3 separate regions of the Mus musculus genome follow, and regions 2 and 3 are each linked to region 1. A link is a contact called in public promoter capture Hi-C data. All regions are on one chromosome and are shown on one strand. Each heading gives the region's core, a stretch centred on a gene start, on an enhancer-like site or on the middle of the called end of the contact. The rest is flanking DNA. Distances are from core to core; before and after follow the strand shown. Region 1 holds the start of Dnah9 (dynein, axonemal, heavy chain 9). Region 2 holds the start of Gsg1l2 (GSG1-like 2). Region 3 holds the start of Rcvrn (recoverin).

Evidence for each region. Promoter capture Hi-C pulls out the DNA fragments that hold promoters and counts their contacts.
Region 2: a promoter capture Hi-C map of liver shows a contact between it and region 1, with 3 times the contacts expected there. The contact joins the promoter of Gsg1l2 here to the promoter of Dnah9 in region 1. A contact is called at or near these places in 2 of 39 promoter capture datasets (embryonic stem cells and liver).
Region 3: a contact with region 1 is called in a promoter capture Hi-C map of stem cell-derived epiblast-like cells, with 5 times the contacts expected there. The contact joins the promoter of Rcvrn here to the promoter of Dnah9 in region 1. A contact is called at or near these places in 4 of 39 promoter capture datasets (hippocampal neurons, liver and stem cell-derived epiblast-like cells).

What each region holds. Positions count from the first base shown.
Region 1 is chr11:66,166,023-66,170,523 of GRCm38.p6, forward strand. It overlaps Dnah9 (dynein, axonemal, heavy chain 9), which reads right to left and starts at 2,529. Exons shown (of 69, transcript NM_001099633.1): 1 at 2,035-2,529. The coding sequence starts at 2,445. It overlaps Gm12296 (predicted gene 12296), which reads left to right and starts at 2,013. Exons shown (of 3, transcript NR_153847.1): 1 at 2,013-2,561.
Region 2 is chr11:67,771,932-67,776,432 of GRCm38.p6, forward strand. Gsg1l2 (GSG1-like 2) reads left to right here and starts at 2,677. Exons shown (of 5, transcript NM_001347057.1): 1 at 2,677-2,986. The coding sequence starts at 2,677.
Region 3 is chr11:67,693,456-67,697,956 of GRCm38.p6, forward strand. Rcvrn (recoverin) reads left to right here and starts at 1,871. Exons shown (of 3, transcript NM_009038.2): 1 at 1,871-2,342. The coding sequence starts at 1,962. It also overlaps a transcript of Glp2r not described here.

The sequences.
Region 1 (4,501 bases), core at 1,279-3,778:
GTGGAGGTGAGAGGATTGGGGGTTAAAGGTCATCCTTACTACATAGCAAGTCAGACCCTGGCCTGGGCTACATGAGGCTACATTATCTATCTCAAAACATAGATAAAGAAAAAAGAAAAAAAGAAAGAGAGAGAGAGAGAGAGAGAGAGAGAGAGAGAGAGAGAGAGAGAGAGAGAGAGAAAGAGAAAATCTCTTAAACTGTCTATTTTATGTATATATGTATGGTCTATGTGCATGTATGCCACATGTGTGTAGGTTTCCATGGGACACAGAAGGTGTCAGATCTCCTAGAGCTGGAGTTGGAGGCTGCTGTGAACTTCCTGACTTGAGTATTGTGAACCAAACTCTGCTCCCATGGAAGTGTGGTTTCATAAGCTGGAAGTCATTTCTCCAGCTCCTAAAGTTACTGTTGATTTCTGGGCTGGATTTCCTTGATTATGTAGTCCTGAGTTGTGCTCAACCCTCTTCACAGACTAGTTTGTGTCTGTCTCTAAGCCTTTAAAAAAATCATTTTATTTTATTTTTATTTTATTTTATTTTTTAAGGCTACATATCCATGTGTGCCTATATAAGTGTATATGTACATATGACTTCAGATAGTCATAGAGTTTAGAAGAGGGCATCAAATCCCCCAGATCTGGAGCTACAGGTGGTTGTGAGCTTCCTGATATGGGTCTTTTGCAAGAACATTATGTACCCTTAACTGCCTCTCCCTTATCAGAACTCAATGTAACACTAAGATTACCGCAGCCCCTGAGACTACATGGATCTGTCTTTCCTCTGAAGCCAAGGACAATTTCCTATCATCCTTTACCAGGGACATGACCTACAGATGGACTTCTGTACAGGTGGTATTCAAACATAACACAGTAATAAGACTATTCAATTTAAAACCATTAAAGCACTTAATGCTAGCCTAGCTTCCCCAGACTCTGAATGCTTGCCCATCCATCCTATTCCTCCTCGGGATTTCCCCTTTCACAGCAACTAGGGAGCTAACATTAGATGTAGCAAGGAAGAGTCATGTCCTGGCTTTACCACTAGGGCCAAAGTTTTAGAGAAGTGTTCACCCTCACTGTCTTCAGTTTCAAATACGTTGAACGCATGATCTGATGAGTGTGTTTGGGAAGCATCTCATGGATGGGAATTTATTTTCCATTTCTGTGCCGTTTCCAGGGCACTAAGCATACAGAACGCCACACAGCTAGTATCTGCACACACTCCTTTCACAACTGGCTAGACCTAGAGAGGGCCAGCCTCTAGAAGCACATGTGCTCAACTCAACTACCAGGAAAGCTTTCTTCCTTTGGGAAGGTCTAATGGGTTCAAGATTCTCATCTAACTACCATTGCGAAAATCCTCTGAGCTCTGAAGGCCCAGAGGCTCCACCTGTATCTCTTTTCCCAGAGGTGGGACAGATTCTTCCCAATGCCTGCTGACCAAAAGATACCCAACTGCTGCCAGCCCAAGGCAGTTCCATAAATGTTTGCATGGTAAATGAAGGACATTAAAATCAAAACCAAATCGCCTCCTTCTAAACTTCTTTGCAAAGGTAGATACTATTTAAAGCAGTGCAGCTCCTTCCCATCCAGCAGACAAACTTTAACTCAAAATTCACCACTTTCTTGTCCTTGGCCCTTGCGTGATGACTTACAAAGCTGCCAGGACTCAGGCATTCTTCACACTATGACTTCCTCTTGAACCAACCCCCTGACCCAAAGCTGGTTCATATTGTGGCCTGGCTTTCACCCAGACTTGTCCCCAGCTGGCACCCAGCAGATCACCAACCAGGGTCTTGGTTTACTGGCAGCCCTGCCCTTCCACTCCCTCCCAGGCTGTGCTCCAATCTCAGCCCTTTTTCTTTCAGACTCCACCACAGACTCCTCCTGTGACCCCGCCCACGTACCAATCCCTCTGCAGCGTCGCCCCACCTCTTTGGTTTTGACCCCGCCCCTCATGCACACGCCCCTCTTCCCCCTTCCCTCCCTTAGACTTCGAGCCTCTGCTAGCAAGGGGCCATCCACCCACCCTCACCTCTGAGAGCAGCGGGGCCAGGTGCTCCAGTGGCACCGCGGGTAGGTCCCCGCAGAGCACCGTGCCGCGGAGGCTGTGATTTCCCGGAGGCTCGGACTTAGTGCGCAAGAAAAAGAGCCCCTTGGCGCGAGCTCGGCTGGGCTCTGGTCCTGCGTCTAGACCGGGTGTCACCACCAGGCCCCCGGGCCCGGACTGAACCACCAGCAGTGGCCGCGGATCCGAGGCAGCGTTGTGATCCAGGAAGGCCTGCAGCAGCCTCCCCGCCTCGGCTGTGCCTGCACAGCGCTCCCAGGTGCCCGCGGCCGGACGCAGGCTCCGAGCCACAAAAGTCCCCAGAAGCCGCAGCCTCGGGTCTCCAGGCTCCTCGTCCCCAGACTCCGCCAGCGCTGCCTGCTCCTTGGCGCCGGGCATCGCGTGTTGCCAGCTGCAGCGTCTGTTTCCCTAGCGACGGGGATGCCAGGCCCTCCTGCCTCTGCTCTCCTTATATTGGGCACTGGACTCTAGCTCCGCCCCACTAAGTTAATAAGGTAGGCAGGGGCTGAGAAGGGGCGGGGTCGCGTCGTTGTTGCTGGGAAACTGGTGGAAGCTCTCACATCCAAGCTGGTCTGGTAGACTAGACGTGCTCTGAAGACTACAGGCACAGGCTTGCGTGGGATTCTTTTGTCTAAGGCCAGATTAAAGTCTTCAGACGCCTCCATACACAAAATGAATAGTTCTCTTACTCTGTCCTAAATATATAATTTAAAAAGTTAATCCCAACGCCAAGGATAATACCATGAATGCAATACAATTTTTTTCCCAAGATAACAACTCAAACACTTTCGGAGAATGCTGTTGGATAGAACTTTTTTTTTTTCCTTCAAATTATGAGCTTCCAGCGACACTCGACCTGTTGGTGACACAGGGCTTAATTGTTTCATTTAAATTTGCAATTAAATAAGCATGCGTGTCTAGCAATCACTTCGAATGTCTCCTCTTCAGACATTTATAATAAATTATTGTAAAAAATAATCTCCAGTACCTTGCTTTGCCTGCACCTTCATTTGCCAAAAGGGCAGCTGTGCTGGACAATGGTCTTCCATGCGAGTGGCCCGAGGTCAATTCTTAAATATACTGAAGTGCTTGTAAATATGCAGCGTGCTCCCCTTCTGACCTGGAAAATTATCACTCCTCATAGGTTTGATCCTTCTCCGTGATCAGAATCAATCACTTGGGTCTTTGTATGCGTGTGTGAACGAAGGAATGGATATGTGTGTGTAAAAAGGAAATGGACACTCAGCCAGAGGCCTTCCGGTCTGCAAGAATCTCCTGTCTGCCCCCCCACCCCCACCCCCGATTGTATTACCTCCCAGGGACTGCGGGATTTCTTAGTAAAGTGAATGTTTACATCAGGCTTCAAGGACTATTAACAGAGTAGCACTTATCAAAGGCAGCTTGGCTTAACAAGAACCACCCCCCCAGCCCCGCCCAGGACAACACCAGTGCCTGGAAGCTGAAATGATTTACTGCTCGATAACTGGGACCCAGGGGTTCTGTGATGAAAATGTTTGCATTAGAAAATGGATCTTTGTGTCTATAAAGAGTGTTTTATCATTGCTGCATTAAACAACAAGTGGAGCAATTAAGAAGAAAGGGGCAAAATGAATCTGATAATTGATATTCCCAAAAAGACGTTGGGGGAAAATAGAAATGTCAGAGGATTCTTACATATCTTAATTCCTTCCTTCCTTCCCTCCTTCCTCCCTTGTTTGCCTCCCTCCTTTCCTCTCTTCTTCCCTTCTTCCTATAAGGAGTAGTCATGCCATTTGGGTGGCAGATCTCCATTGTGTTAATCTGCTTATGTTTTATATATAGAGAGAACTCATCTACATTCTATTGGCTCTTCAAATAAAATTTGTGCCCCTCTCACCCTGGCTTTGTTTCCCCTTTATCTTGTTTGTTCTCATACCCCCAACATATATAAAAACTGGATGAATGATGGAACGGGGAGATGTGTTTGTGGATAGAAAAACTTACTTTGCAAGCACAAGGGCCCGAGTTCAACCTCCTTAGTGCCTGTACTAATGCTTTCCATAGCTGTGCACACTTTGGTGGTCAGGAACAGGTGGATCCTAAGAGCTCCCTGGTTAGTTAGCCAGCAGTGAACTTCTTCTGATCCACTGGAGAAATAGGGCAGAGAGCCATAGAGAAAGATTCCATACATCATACCCTGACTGGCATGGGGCATATCTGCACATATAAGCATGTATGTGAACACATGTGCATGTACCCAGAGAGAATGAATGAGTTCCTGAAGATACCTGCCTAAAGCAAACACCACCATCTGTTTTTGTTTCTCTATAACACAACTGTCCATTTTAGATGCTGATTTTTTCAATTCCTTAACATAGACATTTTGCAGTGGGTGAGGGTTCTGAGAAAAGCTTGTCTTGATGGTTGTGGATTAGGATTTTTACTGATGTTGAAG
Region 2 (4,501 bases), core at 1,427-3,926, 1.6 Mb after region 1:
CTGTTAGCACTAGGGGTCTCAAAGAAAGCTCATGATCTCTAGCAGGCTCTTCTCTGTCTCTAAGGCTCTGCTTGCTGCCCACCCCCCCACACACACACACACACACTCCTCCTATCCCTGGCTGGCTCCCAGCTTTCTATCCAGTCTTTCCATTGAAGAACCAAGTGGAAGGTGAGAGACAAAATGTTAGAGTAGCAGTAGGCATAAAAGGCAGTTTTCCCTTCCCCTCTTTCTCCCTCCCTCCTTTTCCCCCTTCTTTTTTTTCCTTTCACATTTAAGTCAAACCATAGATCATTTCCATTAGCTGACCAAGCCCAGTGAATTCTGAACATTCACAGGGAAGCAGGTGAGTGCCGCTAGATAAAAATCCCTAAAAACCTTAAAACCCACACGTGGCAAGAATTCAAACCTTAATGATAAAAAGATCAGTCTGGAAATGGCTCCCAGATGGGCTTTTATGGTGGTGTGATTTCTACAGTCAATATGGTCATCTCTTTGGGACCACAGAGAATGGGAGGAAGTGGAGGGAGGGAAGAAAACATGTGTGTGTGTGTGTGTGTGTGTGTGTGTGTGTGTGTGTGTGTGTGTGTGTGTTTTGAATGTGGCTGTAAAGCTATTCTGTCCATATCAGTGGGGAGCTCCCGGGTCGCATGGTGGGGGAGAAAGCACCTGTTTTGTACAAATATTCCATCTTGCTTCTTGAAATGCTTCTAAAATTTTTTTTTTTTTCCTGATTTTCTTCCCCCTGAAAGGACTTGCCTTGGTCAGCTTCACGACCTGCTACCCGTTGGACGGATGCCATCTAGTGTCAAAATGCGGTAAACCTGTTTGTGAGAGCTGTATGTGGAGTACAGAACACAGGTCCTCCAGCCTCGCCAGCAGGGAAGAACAGATGGAGAGAGACAAACACAAATGTCACTGCATGCTTACATCTGGCCACCTCCAGGACTGCTCAGCACTTAATGAGGAGCCCGTGATCGGCTGGGGCCACATAGACTCTTTCCTCTCTCTGCTCCTTCCTGGCTTCAGGGTTATTGAATTTCTTATGTAAATTTTGACTTTTCCTGGAGTCTCTAATTGCCTTTTCTTTCCCCATCCTAAAAACAGTTTAGTTTTTGGTTTATTCCTGGAGACTAAATAAACAAAAGATAAATAAAAGATGAATTTCTTGGGAGGTTTCACACTCCTTCCCGACCCTACTCTAGACTTGGCTACCAAGGGGTGGAGCTTAGCCTTCTTCTCCCTAAAGGGTCTTCGACATTGCTACTCCTGCATAGGACCCATTCAGTGAGGATGTGGGTGATGGTCCAAGGGCTTTGACTGTCCTAGATGGTGCTAATTTCCACAGCCAATTGGGCACATGTCCCTTCCCACTCTGCACAATACATAGGCTTTGAAGCAAACTGCCCGAGTCTTGCTTCTCTCGGTCTCTGGGCTAAGCAACAGACCCAGAAATTTCCCCAAGCTTCCATGTTTCTTGTATCTTCAGTCTCATAGGCGGATCCCAACTTCTAACATTTACGTGTGCAGATAAAGGTTAGTGAGAGCACACATGGGCTACCCAACTGGATGGCGGGCTACGAGAGGACACAAGAGGCATTAGGAGAGTGGAGGGAAAGTACAGAAGAGCACGTGTGTCATGAAAGTCAAAAGGGGGTGCCTGGGGGTGGGAGAGAAGAAGGGGGTAGATGGGAAAGAAGCTGGGGGTGGGAAGGCAGAAGGAGGGGGAATGGGGAAGAAGAGGAGAGAGAAACAACACAGTACATTACATTTAAAATACCATTATGAAACCTAGTTATTTGTAAGCTAATAGTTTGTTTTTTTTTTTTAGAAAGCGAGCATTTCATGCTTCTGGAACCTACCACCAAGGGATCATCTTAGTTCCAAAAGAAAGAGTAGAGTTGGTGGGGGCCGGGGAGGCAGCATCAAGACACCAAGATAGTCTTGGCCTTCACTCAAAACCAACATCCTTCTCTACAATTGTCAAAGGAAGCAACCCAGGCATCAAGGGATAAGCAGAGAACCAAGGTGTACTGTCATAAACACAGGGGAATACTATTCCTCCTTGCAAAGAGTCAAGAGTTTTTGGCATATACCAAAGCAGGATGAGGTTTGAGGACATCTGTACTATGGAAAATAAAGTGGACGCTTAAGCACAAATAATGCAGTGTTGCTTTCCTATGAGGTTTCTTGTAGAATTCCAAGACAATAAGGACAGTGGAGGCTTCCAGGGCCTGGGAGGACAGGGAGTGGAGAGTTGTTTAATGGTGACAGAGCTTTGACTTTGCAAGCTGAAAGGAGTTTTGGAGATGGAGGTGAATGTTTCCAAGCAATGTGACCATGTCTACTGCCACTGAACCATACACTGGATGGTTACAGCGGTAAATGTTATGGTATACCTCTTTTACCACTGGCTTCTAAAATGGACCAATGTCCCCTGCACATACTCATCCCAGAGTGGATGGAAAGGCCCACTCCGAACCTCTTCCTAGGAGAATAGCTCTGGCCATGGTACTTACACAGATGCTATATGCTGGAATATACACAGGTTCCCGCCAGGGGACCAGGAAGAAGCTGTGTCAGGATGCCAGATGGCAGGGCTGGGGGTGGATACCGTGATACAGTAGAGAGGAGGGGGCCCCTCGCTCACGCTGGCACTGGGAGCTTCATTCTGCCATGGACAGGGCGAGGTGGCAGCGGATGCTGACCCTCCTCCCCATCTGCCTGGCCCTTGCCTTCTCCCTCACAGCCATGGGCAGCAGCCACTGGTGCGAGGGGATCCGACGAATGACAAAACCTCTATGCCAGGATCTCCTCGGGGGCTTGAACTGCATTCACTTCAGCCGGTCCAGCAGCAGCACGGGCAGTAAGCACGATGACAGCCAGGCTGTCCAGTACATCTGGGAGACAGGGGACGACAAGTTTATCCAACGCAGGTTCCATGCGGGGCTTTGGCAGTCCTGTGAGGAAAGCCTCAACAGCACAGGTGAGTGAGTCTGTGTGTCCCTGGGCCAACAGGAGCAGGATGGCCCTGAGAAGGGGCTCCAAGTCAGACTGCTTGGATCTGAATCTTGGGTCTGCCACGGACTGTCTATGTAATCTTAAGCAAGTCCTTTACCTCTGAGTCTCAATCTTCTCATCTATAAAATGGGAGCCATGGAGGTGCTTATGGAGAATGTGCCTGACGTACTCTTTATTAAGTACAAGTGTTCACCCACTTGCCGCTTGTCTCAGTTCCTCAAGAATCAAAGGTGGCCACTATCCTCCTCTAAGCTTCATCCCTAAGATTCCTTTCTCACTCTAAAAGTTGCTGTTGTTATTGTTGTTGTTGTTGTTGTTGTTGTTACTTGGGACGGGGTCTAACTTTGTAGCCTTGGCTGGCCTGGAATGTAGATCAGGCTGATCCCAAACTCACAAAGATAAATCTGCCTTCCAATGCTGGGATTAAAGGTGTGTGCCGCCATACACTGCTTTAAGTTTTTAATGTGTGTGTTTATGTACCTTAATTTTCAAAGTGCATGAGATTGTGTGTCTGTATGTGTGTCTCTGTACGCACAGAGACCAGAAGAAGGCATCAGATCCCCAGCATCTAGAGTTGCAGGCAGTTGTGAGACCCCTGACTTGTTCTGGAAACCAAAGCTAATGCCTATACAAGAAAGAGCAGCAAACTCTCTTCAACACTGAGCCATTACCCCAGTTCCTCCAATGCTGAGTCTCTCTTGTGCTTTTAATGCCTCTTGAAACAGAGGATTCTATTTCAAACAAACAAACAAACAAAAAAAGCAAACACACACACACACACACACACACACACACACACACAGCCCTTAGCATCATTAGATCACCTCCAGATCTGTCACAATCATGGCCCATAACAAGTTGCAGCCCTTATCTCAGTCTGTCCTTGAAACAGCCCTGTATGGTAGATGTCCTTCCCTCAGCTCTGAAGCAGGAGACTGGGACACGGAGAATTTGCACAGCAAGAAGCCTTGTCTTGAGTCAGTCAGCCCCAATTCATTAACATCTTCCAGACTTTGTTGATAGATGGTGGGGGCTTATAAAGTAAAAGGTGAGGGAAGAAGAGAGAGAAGATGGGGAGGTGGTACATAGAGCAGAGTTACCTCACAAAGAATAGAAGGCAGGAGTGCCAGCCCGTGCTGTTAGACAGGCTGGCTGAGCTCTATGCTCAGGGCTAGTGAGCTCCTCTGTTTTCACAGCAAAGGCCCCAAAGTGAAAAGGGGTGGCACCCCACTTACATCCTCAGACTTACATTTCTCATTCAGATGTTTATTTTACCACCCTTGTAGCATCTGAAAAATTGTTCTTGCAGCCTAAGTAAACTGCAATAAAACTCTGAGATATAGTATGACTACCTCCAACCCCATCCAAGCAGGCTCCTGAGAGCAAACGCATGCTCTACCTTAGCCTTTGCACTAAGAGTGATTCAGACACATCACTAATGCTAGGAAAGGGACCTCTCGAATTCTCTTCACTCTAGAGT
Region 3 (4,501 bases), core at 621-3,120, 1.5 Mb after region 1:
AGAAATCCCAGTGTGTAAGGTCAGTATTGTATGGAGTACCAGGTAATAGGGTGGCATCAGAAGGAAGGGGTGGGGTTTGCTTTCTAAAACTTACTATACACCCCAACAGTCCTCTAGTCTCTAAGGAAATGGCAGGGGCAGCTATGAATAACACATAAACACAACACCAAAATGTATCTAAAATTACAACCCCTGAGACTACACTCAAATGACACATTCACCATTGCCAATGTGACAGGCCTCTCTGTCTCTTGCCACCTGCCTGGTCTGCCTGCTCACTCCTCCTAGGCAGCTTTATTCTACCTTTGTTACTTAGGAACAATAACACCAGGGCTTAACTTATAATAGAGACTCACAACGGACCCAGGTCCCCATGACCCAGTCTTGCCTTGAACACACCATAAGTAAACATGTATAGAGCGCATCCAACACACTGAACTTTGTAACTCAGGCTTACCCACCTCTGTCCGCTCAGAACACTCACGTTGGACAAAATCCCGGAGAAATAATCTCCTGTGGTTGTATAAGGCATGTTGTGGTACTGTGGTAAAGTCAAAACATTTAAACTGTGGTAGATTCAAAACATTTAGGTGAGCCTATAGTGAGTCTGGAGCCGTGTTTGTGTGTGTGTGTGTGTGTGTGTGTGTGTGTGTAAATGAATGTATATATGTGTATCTGTGTGTGCATGATGTAAATGTGTGTATGTAAATGTGTGTATATGTGTATATGTATGAATTTGTATGTACATGTGTATATGTGTGTATATGTGCATATGTATGTGTCAGTGTCTGTGTGTGCATGTATATGTGTGTATGTATATGTGAGTGTCTGTGTGAATGTACATGTGTATCTGTGTGCATGTAAATGTTTATATGTAAATGTGTGAATGTGTGTGTGTGTATATGTGTATATGTATGAATATATGTGTATGTACATGTGTGTGCATGTGTCTGTATGAATATGTGTTTATATGTGCATATGTATGTGTATGTTTCTGTGTGTGCATGTATATGTGTGTACATCTATGAATATGTGTGTGTGTGTCTGTGTGTCTGTGTGTCTGTGTGTGTCTGTGTGTGAATGTATATATATGTGTCTCTGTGTGTATGTAAATGTGTGTATGTGTGTATATGTGCATATGTATGAATGTGTGTATATGTGTGTATGAATAGGTGTATGTGTGTGAATGTGTCTGTGTGGGCATATATATGTATGTATGAATGTATGTATATATATATATATATATATATATATATATATATATATATATATATATTGTGTGTCTGTGTCTGTGTGTGCACGTGTGTGTGTGTGTGCACATGTGTGTGCACGTGTGTGTTCAGCACCTTTTCCAGCCAGTTTGAGCTATTTTGTACTGTTCTGGCAGTGGAGATAACAACCCACAGAACACAATCTTTCCCTATCTGGCACTTCCATTCTGGCAGACAGTTTGGGGTTTCCCAGCAGCGGTGAGGAAGGAGCCATCAGAGAGTGATGGATAAAAGGTCTTGCTGAGAAGGTGAAGTGTCTAGGCCCAAATGTGACTGGGGGAGGATTAGAAAAACTCCCATGCAGTGTAGGTTAAGTGGTAGGGCTGCCTTTAGACCCTAAGCTCCCAAACTCCTGCACTATAAGGTCCCATGGGTGCCCCTCAGATGGGGAAGACAAACAGCAAGCAGTGTGGCTCTTCGGGGGCTTAAATGCCGAGGATGCTTGGTTCAAGGGTCCCTCCTTGTTCCTTTCTTCTCAACAAGCACAGGAAAGGTAAGTGGCTGCTCTTGGCTCTTTATTTTAATCTCAGAAGGGTGCCCCTCCTCCCTCCAAGGACTGGGCAGACCTGGCCGCAAATCCCCCCTAATCCATCAGCACCTGGGTCTCCACCCCATAGCAGCACACAGCCTTGTTAGCCAGGCGACCACACTTGTCCCTCCCGCCCCCCGCGGCGCCTACTCTCCCTCACCATGGGGAACAGCAAGAGCGGTGCCCTGTCCAAGGAGATCCTAGAGGAGTTGCAACTGAACACCAAGTTCACAGAGGAGGAGCTGAGTGCCTGGTACCAGTCCTTCCTGAAGGAGTGCCCTAGCGGCCGCATCACGCGGCAGGAGTTCGAAAGTATCTATTCCAAGTTTTTCCCGGACTCCGACCCCAAGGCCTACGCGCAGCACGTGTTCCGCAGCTTCGATGCCAACAGCGATGGTACGCTGGACTTCAAGGAGTACGTGATTGCTCTGCACATGACCACGGCGGGCAAGCCCACGCAGAAGCTCGAGTGGGCCTTCTCGCTCTACGACGTAGACGGCAATGGGACCATCAGCAAAAATGAAGTGCTGGAGATCGTCATGGTCAGTGTGTCTCTATTCCTGCTGCCTGTGCGGGATGGGGAGGAGGCTTCAGGTGCCTTGTAGCCCAGTGGAGTGGGGACCAGCCAGGGCTAGGAGAGACAGGGTGGGGAGGGGCTCCAACATAATGAGAGGAATAGAGGGCAGGCACCTCCCTAGAGTGTCATCTGCTTCCCAAAGAACAATCTGGGGTTTTCTAGTAAATACTGTTTAAAATTCCCCTCTCTTCCTCCTTCCTTCCTTCCTTCCTTCCCTCCTTCCTTCCTTCCTTCCTTCCTCCCTTCCTTCCTTCCTCCCTCATTCACTCCCGCTCTGTACTCTGCCCTGCCTCCTTTGTTGTCTTTCTCCTTTGACCATCCTTCCCTCCTTCCCTCCTTCCCTCCTCTCTCTTGTTTTTTCCTCCCTCTGGTCTCCTCCCTTTCCTCCACATTTCTCCCTCCTTCCTCTCTTTCTATATCTTCTTCTCTTCCTTTCCTCTTTCTTCTCTCACACCTTTTCCCTTTTTTCATTAAAGTCTTCAATTTCTTTCAGCAACACACATTCAGATTCCATAATAGTAAAACGCATACCTTTCAATTAGAAAGCAGAGAGAGGCCACAGTGGGGCCACGGACTCTAGATCCCAGTCCTGCTTGTGTTCACTTTCTAATCCTGGTATGGTGGACCCTTGGGCAGGGCTTCCCAGACTCTCACCTCCCAGGCTTTACAGACGAGGCTTCTGCTTCCTCTCCTTTCTGTGCACAACAGTTCGGAGTGTTTTTGGTGTCTCAGAAATAGTTTTATCTTTAATCTAATATATAAATGGTCTGTGAAATTTAAAAGATGATGCAAAAGAAATGTGATGTTGCAGGCTAAAACTGAAGTTTGTAACCAATGTGCTTTCAGGACATTGCTCAGTGCCTTTTCAGTATTTTAAGACAAATCTGAAACCCTGGCATAGGAACATGTAATTTTTTTTCTCATGATTTTCCAGTTACTCTCTTATCGTGAATATTTTCTATACCATCACAAATTCTCCAGAAAATACTTTTTCTAGCAGCATAGCTCAGGCTGCCCTCAATTTCTCAGCCTTCTTGCCTCTGACTCCACAGTAGCTGGGATTACCGGTGTAAACTACCACAGCCAGGTTAAAAGTATATCTAAGAGCCCTTAAAATTCTACCCTATGGAAATTTTATAAGGTTGCTCAAGCCGTTCCCATAATTTTAGACATTAGAGAACTTCAATTCCCCACGCCCCACCTGCCCCATGATGCCACTTACAGCCACTGTTTCCTGATTCCTCCTGTCCCTGTCACTTGCTTTAGTTTTCGGATTCCATTCCTGTTGGAAGGAACATTATTCTTCATATCTCATCTAATTTTTGGTGCATTTGTAATCATGCTTTTACTTGCAGAATTCTTCCCCCCACCCTTATTAGGACAGATGACAAACATGGCAGCAAAGCCCGTAGCTGGGAGCAGATTAGGTCATCCCTGGAATAGGGGCCAACAAGTGGTACTCTCGCTGTCTGGGGGCAAAGTCTGTAGAGCAACCTCCTCTGGGATAGTTTTGGGGTCCCTGGGTGGCATGGGATGGGGACCAATTCAAAGCCACCTAAAGAAGGCTAGGTTGATGCTCTTCTAGAAATAAAAGGAAGGAAATGAGCAGGGAGAGGAGGCAGGGAGGAGAGAGGAGGCTGAGAAAAGTGTGTGAGGCCTCGCTAGTCACCAAGTCACAGGGTCATTGTGAGAGCATCAGTCTGGAAGTCAGAAATGATGAGTTCTTGTACCAACTCTGACACCAAGCCATTATGTGAGCGTGGGAAATGCACATAAACTCCCTGGGTCCAGGGTGAGGCTTTGATAGTTCCTACGGCCTTTCCCAGAACCCTGAAGGCTTGATTCCCTCCCACCCAGCCACCAACCAGCCCTCTGTTGGAAGAGAGGTGGAACAGACAGCCAATCACAGCCAATATTTAGCCATCATGCCTGGACACGGTGCCAGTGGATCAGGAAAGAGGAATTCTGGGAGTTATCTGTACTGCAGTTCATTTCATTTCTGGGGATGTGTGTGCTGTCTATAAAGCTGCTGCCCTGACCTACCAGGACTACTGTCCTTCTTGCCCTAGCACCAGTGGACAAGGGTGCCTCTTATGGCTGTTGACCTTCTGGAAATCCAAGCTA